2 separate regions of the Sus scrofa genome follow, and region 1 is linked to region 2. Evidence: chromatin contacts called from public Hi-C data. All regions are on one chromosome and are shown on one strand. Each heading gives the region's core, a stretch centred on a gene start, on an enhancer-like site or on the middle of the called end of the contact. The rest is flanking DNA. Distances are from core to core; before and after follow the strand shown. Region 1 has its middle 360 kb from the start of NOVA1. Region 2 has its middle 230 kb from the start of NOVA1.

Evidence for each region. Hi-C and Micro-C count contacts between places; a contact is called where the count stands out from the background.
Region 1: a Hi-C map of liver shows a contact between it and region 2, with 2.5 times the contacts expected there. The contact joins two enhancer-like sites. A contact is called at or near these places in 1 of 5 promoter capture datasets (liver) and 2 of 47 Hi-C or Micro-C datasets (both in liver).

Annotation. Positions count from the first base shown.
Region 1 is chr7:73,160,089-73,165,148 of Sscrofa11.1, forward strand. No RefSeq gene overlaps it. Among named protein-coding and RNA genes, the nearest start is that of NOVA1, 360 kb to the left of the region's middle. Within about 2 kb of position 3,498, at least 4 of the 83 cell types and tissues checked have an H3K27ac peak or open chromatin away from gene starts, as enhancers often do. A contact at or near this core is called in liver, where this site is marked.
Region 2 is chr7:73,029,437-73,034,430 of Sscrofa11.1, forward strand. No RefSeq gene overlaps it. Among named protein-coding and RNA genes, the nearest start is that of NOVA1, 230 kb to the left of the region's middle. Within about 2 kb of position 1,850, at least 6 of the 83 cell types and tissues checked have an H3K27ac peak or open chromatin away from gene starts, as enhancers often do. A contact at or near this core is called in liver, where this site is marked.

The sequences.
Region 1 (5,060 bases), core at 2,248-4,747, 130 kb after region 2:
AATTTTCAAATGTCTGGAATTAGAAAATGAGGGAAGAGTTGTAAGATTGCCCCCAGTTTGAGCATAGGCCTCTTCCTCAGTGGGAAGTTTGCCGGAACTCAGTTCATCTCCCAAGCAAAGTTGAGAGCTGTGATCACTCTCTGTCGGCCCTCACAAGTCTTGTTTCACCTGGTCCATTACATTGCTGAGACTCTCAGGTGGTGATCTGTATTCTTTCTGATAGAGCTTTTCAGGTCCCTGGCATCTCTGTTTATTGGCAGTGGTGTTCTGGATCCAGCTGGTACTGTCTCATGACAGCTGATTGTTAAATTTTCAGGAATTTTGTGAGCTGGTTGATGTATGTTGGAGCTTGAAATGGGCCACTGTTGGAGTATTTACACCACGGAAATCAACAAATGCTATGAATCAGTGCTCCTCCTACTCCAAGGACCATTTGTTAAATATTTACTGACCCAGCACTGGTGGTAGGCAATAATTCCTTCCTATTGCACTCAGGGATAATCGGAAGGAACATTTGACTAACTCAAAAAACAATTTTCTTACTCCCCATTTCCGAAAACAGCAAATAACTGAACTAATACAGCTGAAAATTTCTTAGGAAAAAAATTCTCTCTCCCCACCCCTGCCTCTCCACCTCCCTCAATTCCCAAACCTCATTTCCAATCACTTCCCTTTTAAGTTTGTGCCAAGTCAGACATGCTCCAAGATTGTTTATTCTCACGGTATTTTTTACTGAATAATCATTGTGCTCTTTATTTGGTTTCTACCATGTGCCAAATGTGGAGCTTTGTAATACAGCCTTTTAGTTTTTAAAGACTAATCTATTATAGATAGAGACCCAAACTGGGGTTAGGTCACCTCTCTTTTTATTCCCTGTTCTTTTTATTCCCAATTGTTGAATCATTATATAAAGACAAATATAATAAGAGAAGTCTTGGTGTCAGAGGACTTGAGTCTGAGTGGCCAACATACTCTGATAATTGGGAAGGAGGGGAATTTCCTTGCATTTCCTTCCCTGCAGAGGGTGCTCCACTAGAGCAGCTCTCCTGATTTTTCCTTACCTCCCTGCGTATTACTCCCTAGGGTAGGTGACCTGGTTTTTCTTAGTCATGATTGTCAAAGTGCCACTTCTTATGTGTTCCCTCTAAGGGATCTAGTTGCCAAGGAAAGAGTCATTCTGTTTTTCCCTCCATGCTGTGTATTTTACATGGTGAAATCTCCAGGCAATTCAGTCATCTGAAACTGATAGGAAAGTCTCTTTGCTTTTAGACTTCTGTATTAGGAAGCTCTGAATTCTTATAACTTATATTATATTCTTCAATTTAGTCTTAATAATAAAGGTGATAGTCCAGCCTCTATTTACAGACTCCTTTGTCTTCATTAATGGTTCAGAACTCAGAAAAGAGGAGTGTGATTTGTCGGGTTTCTTCAAATACCAAAACTAATGTAATCTTGAGATTACAGAAGTTCTGTTTCTGTGTTTGTAACAAAAGGGAAAGTTACCAGTGTTATAGGGTTCCTTGATTCACCAAATATTTAATTAGTGCCTGTTGAATTTACCAAGTGCCCAGTGTCTATCAAGCACTGCCTAAAGTCCTAGGAACATTATGTCCCAGACCACTATGAAGACAGCTTATAGACATGCAAAAAACAAATTCTGCATAAAGTTTATAATCGAGAAAAGAGCTCTAATATTACATTCTGTGTCATAATAGCAGCACAGAGAAGGGAGTAACTCTATCTGGGGAGAGTTCAAAGAGAGAAGAGGCAGATACTTTTTTCTAAAATTACCTCCCCACAACAAATCTTTTATCAAACTTATTTTTATTTTAGTTCCTACTCACAGTTCCTAAGAAATATGTTAATGAAATAGAAATGGAAAAAAAATTAAGTTGGATAACCTATGTACTATGACTGATCCTTAAAAATAAATCAAGAATTTACCAAACTGACTTTTGCCAAACTGTGTTAGTTTTCTAGGGCTGCAAAAACAAAGTACCACAGACTGAATAGTAGAAACAATGGAAATTTATTTCTCATAATTTTGGATATCAGAAGTTCAAGACCAAGGAATTGGTTTCTTCTGGTCTCTTTCCTAGGCTTGTAGATGGTCATCTCCTCTGTGCCTTCACACAGCCTCCCCTCTGTCCATGTTTATGTGCTAATCTCTATGTCTTCTGTGGGTTTTTTTTGTTTGTTTTTGTTTTTGTTTTTGGCTTTTTAGGCCACACTGGCAGCATATGAAAGTTCCCAGGCTAGGGGTCAAAGTGGAGCTACAGCTGCCAGCCACAGCCATAGCAACGCAGGATCTGAGCAACGTCTGTGACCTACACCACAGCTCATGGCAACACTGAATCCCTGACCCACTGAGCGAAGCCAGGGATCAAACCTGCCTCCTCTTGGATACTAGTCGGACTCGTTTCCACTGCGCCATGATGGGAACTCCCTTAATCTTTTAATGACAGCTGTCACACTGGCTTAGGGCTTTTCCTAATACCTCCTTTGCTTGATCACTTCTTTTAGAGACCCTATTTCTAAATGTATTTACATTCTGAGTTAGTGGGGGACTGACTTCAATGTATGAATTTCAGGGAAACACTGTTCGGTCCATTAACAGCCACCTTCCATGAAAATTCTCTAGCAGTAGTGAGGAACTTAGCTATGATCTTGAGAAGCAAGCACTCCTTTCCAGATGTCAGTGATTTGCCAAATTGTCCTTAACAAGTACATCCTTTTTCTTACCTGTAAGTGTTATCCTTTCTATATGACCTGTTGATAATACTGGCTTATTTCAGAGGGTTTTTTTTTTTTTTAAGTATGGAACTGCAAGAGAGAAGGACCCTATAGTCCTCCCCCTCCATGTCCTCTGCCTGCCTTTTTGTCTTTAGTCAAAGAATAAGATTAATCAGAGAAGTGAGAAAATCAAACAGGACAAAATAATGATAGTTTAGTCAGTAAGCAAAGTCGAGGACCTTTAGTTTCTTCTCAAGGGCTAATGATAAAATAATATTCTGAGCCATATCCTGTGAGCTGTCTTATAGATACTGAAATCTCCACCAGGTGGAAGATGTTAACCACATGGTGACAAGACTGTATCTATGACAAAAGCTGCCACAATTCTGAGAATTGTCCTCAAGGAAATGGGAATAAACTGACCCTGGATGGAACTGAAAATTAACTATACTTGAAACAATTAAGATAACACTGGTCAGACTGCCACCTGACCAATTTCTAGATGACTGTCGGAGCAAACTGTGTTGTTTCTATGTGTTGTCCCCTCTCTTCACCTATAAAAGCTCTTGCTCCCTGATTGTCAGTGGGGGGAATTGGCCTCTGAACAGGAGTTTCCCCATCCCCCCACTCTCTGTTGCTGGCCTCTGAAATAAAGCAAGCTTTCCTTTCCATGACCTTTGCCTCTTTACTGGTTTTAGAGAGGCGAGCAGCTGTACCCACTTTCGTAATTTTTTAGCACCCATTATGAGGCTGCTGCAGTCTCGCGATATTAGGCTCTCCTGGAGAAAACCAAATAGAGGCACAGCCAAGACAACGTGCTGCGGTGGCTGTGATGAGCCTGCTGCTTGTGGCTAGCTGGCTCCCAGAGGGGGATTTTGGGGGAATGTTTCTGTTTGCTGCCTAAAGCAATTGTTTTGGGGATCCTCCCAATTTCTCCCCTGCTCAGCACAGGCTGCCAACTTAAGCTTTTCCTTGGTGGAATGGAAAGATGGATCTAGACAAGCTGACAAGCTCCAAGACCAAGTAAGTCCACCAGTGTGTACCTGGGCAGATTTCTCTTTTGAGCACGAAGCACTATTTGGGCATTTTTCCAATTGGTTCTGCTGTCTGTCTGCCATTGAGGACAGTTTGTGAGCATGGAAAGCTATCTGGGCATTTTGCTAGTTAGTTTTGAACTGTATCTGATGTTAAGGACCATTTGTGTTGAAGTGTTTGTTTGGGACTGAATCTTGGAGGATTCAGGTCTGTCTTCTGAGGTGTGAATATGTATTCCATTTGTGTGACTGGTATTTTTGTTGCCTTTATCAAGATGAGAAGTTCATGTTCAATTCATTAGAAGGATTTAAGCTATGAAACAATGACTAAAGAAAAAGATTTTTTTTTAAATACTGTGTGGCCATCAACAGTATTCTTCAAACTCTGGAAAAAATTGGTTAAGATGAAACTCTTTTGAAATTCTCAAACTGGTTATTTTTGCATATGTAGTTAGAGAAAACTAGCTTAATAAATTTTTTTTTTTAGAATTCTGACCCCAAGAGAACAAAAATATACTTAGGAGAAAAGTTGAAGTTAACACTTACATCCTTGAAATACAAACTCAGTCCACTTTGCCTGAGACTTCAGCCTTGGTTACTAGTAGAATTTAAAACAAATTTTCTTTTCCACCAGCCTTGCCTCTTTATTGACTTTAGACTGGTGAGTAGCTGGACTCCATTTTTGGTAACAGAACCATGCAATAATGAAACAGTTAAGAACTGGTGACGTATTAAAATTCTTATCTATTCATTTTTACCAGAAGGAAGAATTTGACCTAAGGGAAACTTGTTATGCCACAGATTTCTTTTTTTCTTTCTTTCTTTTTTTTTTTTTTTTGTCTTTTTGCTATTTCTTTGGGCCACTTCTGCGGCATATGGAGGTTCCCAGCCACAGATTTCTTAATTTCTCTCCTGTTTACCCCTCTTTCTTTCTTATTCCTTGTAATACTAAGAATTGCCTCAGGGGCAAAACAAAGGTGTAGATCAATCAAGAAACACTGATTTCATGTGTTTTTTTCATCTTGCTGAGTTCTTTATGTGTTTTTCAGGAAATTGTAGAAACTGTTGAAAGAGAGCATTGCAAAAATGGAAAGTTCTTAGCAAATGATTTACTTTAGGAAAGAGATCTTGTTGAAAACATACCTTCTGAAATTATCTGAACTTGAGCATAGAGTTTAATGCATGTTAGAATTCCACTGATTAGAAATTTGCTGTATTCTTTGTCATATCTTTGCTATGTCTCTGGGGTTTGAATTTTACTATCAAGCTGTGCAGTGTGTATTGAAACTAGAA
Region 2 (4,994 bases), core at 600-3,099:
AGGTGGATTGTTGGGACTCACACCCCCACTTCCTGAGTGAGTTTCAGATTCCGTAGGTCTAGAGAGTGTCCCAAGATTTGACATTTTTATCAAGATGCTGGGTGACATTTGTGCTGTTGGTCTGGGGACCCCATTTCAAGCACGCTGTCCTCACCAGTGCAGATGCTTTTAAATGTGTTGCAAACACAATTCCACCTTAAACAAGCAAGCCTGCCTCTCTCCATTTGCCCAACTTTACATGTTTTGGTGATGCCAAAGTACATGATAGGAAATGCTAAATTATAGAAATTGCTGTTGAGCTGATGGGGGATTTGAATTCCTCATCACCCCGCTTCAAAAGAAGGTTGGAAGGAGGTACAGTTGTGATATTTGTTGGAGGAATTTTATGAAGGAGACACTTTCCTGCAGTACTATTGTCATTGTAGGGCTAAATATTATATTCAGCAAAAGAAGATCATTTTCCTTCTTTTCCCAACTATTCTCCAGGAACCTGGCCTTTAACGTATACAGCGGTTCCTGACTTTAAATCAATACGTTCTTGGTGAGACTGACTTAAAATAATTATTTAGGGGAAAGAGCCTCACCAGCAAGGAACTGTGGCCTTTTATGGAGTTTTGAGGTAGAAACTTAGCAATTTCCCAATAAGGGAACAGGTTTCAAGATAAAGTCTAACAAGCCAACATTTTACTTTAGGAATAGACAGGCAGACTCGCATTAAAATATAGCCGAAGTAGGAGTTCCCACTGGCCTTGCTTAGTGGGTTAAGGATCTGACTTTGCCACGAGCTATGGTATAGGTCGAAGACATGGCTTAGATCCTGCATTGCTGTGGCTGTGGAGTAGGCCTGCAGCTGTAGATCTGATTCGACCCTAGCCTGGGAACTTCCATATGCTGTGGCTGCGGCTGCGGGGCAGAGAAAAAAAAAAAAAAAAAAATTCTATCTATCTAGCTATCTATCTATTGTAGCTAATAGAAAAAGAAGTGAACACATGAAAAAAGGTGCTCAACCTTATTCTATACTTCAAAAAATTGAATTCGGGGCAACAAGATGTCACTGATGACTCGGGTGAGTAGACTGAGTGTATCCTGGAACATTTTTTAAGACATGCTGGTAATAATTATCAAAATTAGAAATACACATGTTCTTTGACCCAGAAATGCCACTGCCATAAACTCACTTTATGGAGATAATTGGAAACTTAAGGATAAGGATGTCTATAGAAGTACTGTTAGACTCACAATTAGGGATTGGTTAAGTTTATTTTGATAGAACTATATAATGTGCACTAATTTAGAAGAAAGGTGGTATCTCTTTGGTGGATGACTGTACATTAATTTTGTTGACTGTTCCACGTCTGACTTGCTGACTACTTTTGGAAATCCCTAGTCTTCACAATCAGCTCCCCCACTGACTATAGAAGAAAAAGTCCTGGAAATTCACTTTTCAATCTTCCCTTATTTGATGGAGCATAGGTCTTAGACTCTTCTATTCTGAGCGAATCGTCACAGACTTTGAAGTGGAAGTTTTTGATGCAAAGAAGCAGAGCTACAGAATCCATTCTGATGAGAGTGGTTGTTGGGCTGCATGCCATAGTCCTACAAGACTCTGGGCTCGCCCAGCTTCAAGACTGAAGAAAGAGCCCAGAGTTAGCAACAGAAATATGAATAGTTTACATGTCTGAAGCAAAATCCTGGAGCAACACCCCACTGTGTGTGGTGGAATGCAGGCAGGACATGGAGGTGGACTTCACTCTGGGTTGGGGAGGATTGCCAGTTGTAGGGGGAATAACATCCAGTTGGCTCATTGGTTACCAGGGGAACAAGCAGAGGGGCAGTCTCTTCACTGTCCCTTTGATAAGCTATCACTAGCTGTGACCCAGGGCAAGTACACACAAAGGTCAGCCATGTGCGTAGGGTATAAGTGAAGCAGGAACAGGTCAGGCGGGGGATGTTTGGAAAATAAACGAACAGCCATCTTGAGTGTCTTGATAATACATTGGTGGCAAAGAGAAGTTTGTTCTTCCTGCAGCGGTAGCAGAGGCAATATTTCTGGCAGCAGCATCAGGGCAGTGACTGTCATTGAGGAAGGAGCAGTGGCTGAACTCAGCCTTTAGCAGAGCAGCTGGGCAATGGGGTTTCAGAATAATTCCCTGTTGTGAGGTCTCCAGGTCTATTTCTCAGTCCATCTCAATTCTGAAAACACCCATTTTACTTTCTATAAATGTTGTTCTGCTTCAATCAGGCAGATTTCTATTGCCTACACCTGCAACCTTGACTAGGGCAGCCTTTGTTTTTTTGCTTTTTATGGTTGGACCCTCGGCATATGGAAGTTCCCAGGCTAGGGACTGAAGCCAGCCTACGTCACAACCACAGGCAACACCAGATCTGAGCCTGAGCAGCATCTGTGACCTACAATGCCAGATCCTAAACCCACGAAGCTAGGCCAGGAATCGAACCTGCATCCTCATGGATGCTAGCTGGATTCTTAACCCGCCGAGCCACTGCAGGAACGCCAACTGGTGCAATCTTTATGTACTACTATAGCAAAATCTTAAAGATCAGTTCGTGATTTGGCAAAAAAAGGTTGCTGAATGAGTATAGTATGGTTTACCTTTATATATAAGGGCAAATTTTAAGATAGAAGGACATATAACAACAATTAAAATGGTTTTATTTATCATTTTTAACGTCTTTTTAAATTTTGAACATTTTCTTATTTTATTGTGATGTAGCAATGTGTTGTGTAGTAAAATAAAATTTTAAATAACATAATGGTACCCAACCCAAGAATTTCAAGGTATTTTATACCCATGTTTTAAACTTTCTAGAGTTCTTATTAAAAATCACTTAAGCTCAGATTTCTTTGGAAGCCCTGGTGAATGTTAACTAGAGCCGGGCTATGGTGCTGACCAGCCTTTCCTGTGTTGCATCTGTTTTCTCATGTTGGTGGAGACATTCTCCTTGTGGGGTAACTTCTGACTCTCTCTGTCAGAGCCTGAAAAAGACCACCAAGTGAGCTATCCTCCCTGCAATGTGGGGACCTCCCCTTAAAGAGTAAAAATCACCGTACTTTGTCTGCCATTGCCAAATACCAGTGTGGAGTCAGAGCATTAGGTGAAGCAGAAAAACATAGCTTTATCACTTTGCCAGGCAAAGGAGGCCACAGCAGCCTAATGCTTTAAAAACTGTGCCCCCTTGGGAGAGATTAGGATGTGGTTTTATAGTTTGGAGAGTGTAAAATAGGGCCACAGATAAGGATCTAGGTAGAGGCAAGCTTGCATTGTCTTTCAAAGCTGATATTTAGTGGCCCCAGGACTGGTTCTGCTGGTCCTCCTTTTTCCTGGAGTGAAGAACTGTCCTCAAGTAGTTCTTCCCTTTGTCGGGAAGCTCTGCAGGAAGGCTCAAAGATATTGTTATGTATATTCCTCGAGGAGGAACCAGGACCCTGCCCCAGGCTACACTATTGTCCCTTGACTGCCCCATCTGGTCTCTGCATGCCCTCCGCCCCCTGGTTAGCAACTGCCCTTTGGAACCCAGGAGGCTGAGGCTTATTCCCTAAAAACTAGAAATGGAGGACACAAAAAGGCTTATGTGCCCAGGAGCACTATAGTGTTGCGGCGGCTGTCAGCAGCCCAAGGCCGGAGTGTATCAGCTCTGGTGGCAGCCCTATGGCCAGTGCACCAGCTCCAGCAGCTCTGTGGCCACAGTGTATCAGCCCCAGCGGCTCTTTCACCCGGTGAGAAACCAAGCGAGCACTCGGAGAGTTGGAGAACTCAGGTTTATTATGCCGGTGGGCTCAGAGGAGATCGCTCTCCGAAGTCTGAGCTCTGAAGAGGGGTTTCACAAGGTTTTATGGGCTAGTTCTTCCGGGTCCGTGCTTGGCGGACCGGAGTGAGAACTGGCAAAGTAATAGATGCGGGAGTGAGTTTTACAGAAGCAGGTGTGTGGGGAGGGGTGGTTAGCTGTAGTTGGCTGGGTTGGGGCAGTTTGGCCAGATTTTGCTTAGTCATCATGGCCGGGATGTCTCCTTTCGACCTTTTTGTCAGGACATTTTCCCCTACAGTAGGGTCCTGCTTGGTTACACTAGTTCCAATCTTGCTGGAAAATGTGTCCTGAATAACATGGAAAGAGCACGTTCACCTGCCTGACTTTCCTGGATTCACCATGAACCCAAACAGGGTGGACAAAAATACAACTTCAGGACAGATGTGAAAATTCAGTGCCTACAGAATAAAGTACATACTGAGGAAACTAGTAATTGCTGGTCCTATGCTTTTCTGCAGATACTGTAAGGGGTACCTCCCCCTTGTCTCCTTGTCTATGCTATAAGGCAATTTCCACAGTGGAAAGAGCTTGGGTTTTGTAGTCAGACCGCCCTGAGGTTGAATTCTCATTCTTCCCCATCTGGGTTACTTCATCTGTAAGAGAAGGGAAAATAATACTTAGTTCATAGAGTAGTTATGAAATTTGAAGATTACACATATAATGTACCTGATAGAGGGCTTAGAACATAGTGGGAGCTAAATAAAGTGTAGCCCTGGTCCTAATGCTGTCCAGAAGGAAATCTCTTAAGTTCTTTTTTTTTTTTTTTTTGGTCTTTTTGCCTTTTCTAGGGCCGCTCCAGTGGCATATGGAGATTCCCAGGCTAGGGGTCTAATGGGAACTGTAGCCGCCGGCCTGTGCCAGAGCCACAGCAACGCGGGATCTGAGCTGCGTCTGCAACCACAGCTCATGGCAACGCTGGATCCTTAACCCACTGAACGAGGCCAGGGATCAAACCGGCAACCTCATGATTCCTAGTCGGATTTGTTAACCACTGCGCCACGACAGGAACTCCTTAAGTTCTTAACTAAGTCAATTAATTGGGAAATAAGTTCCAGATGATAAAGTTTTCTTTACAGAACACAGCTACTCTGTGATACACAGGATTTGTATTTGAAGACATGACAGATGATTTTTTGGAAGCTTGGGAAAAAGAATAATTTTCTAGTCTA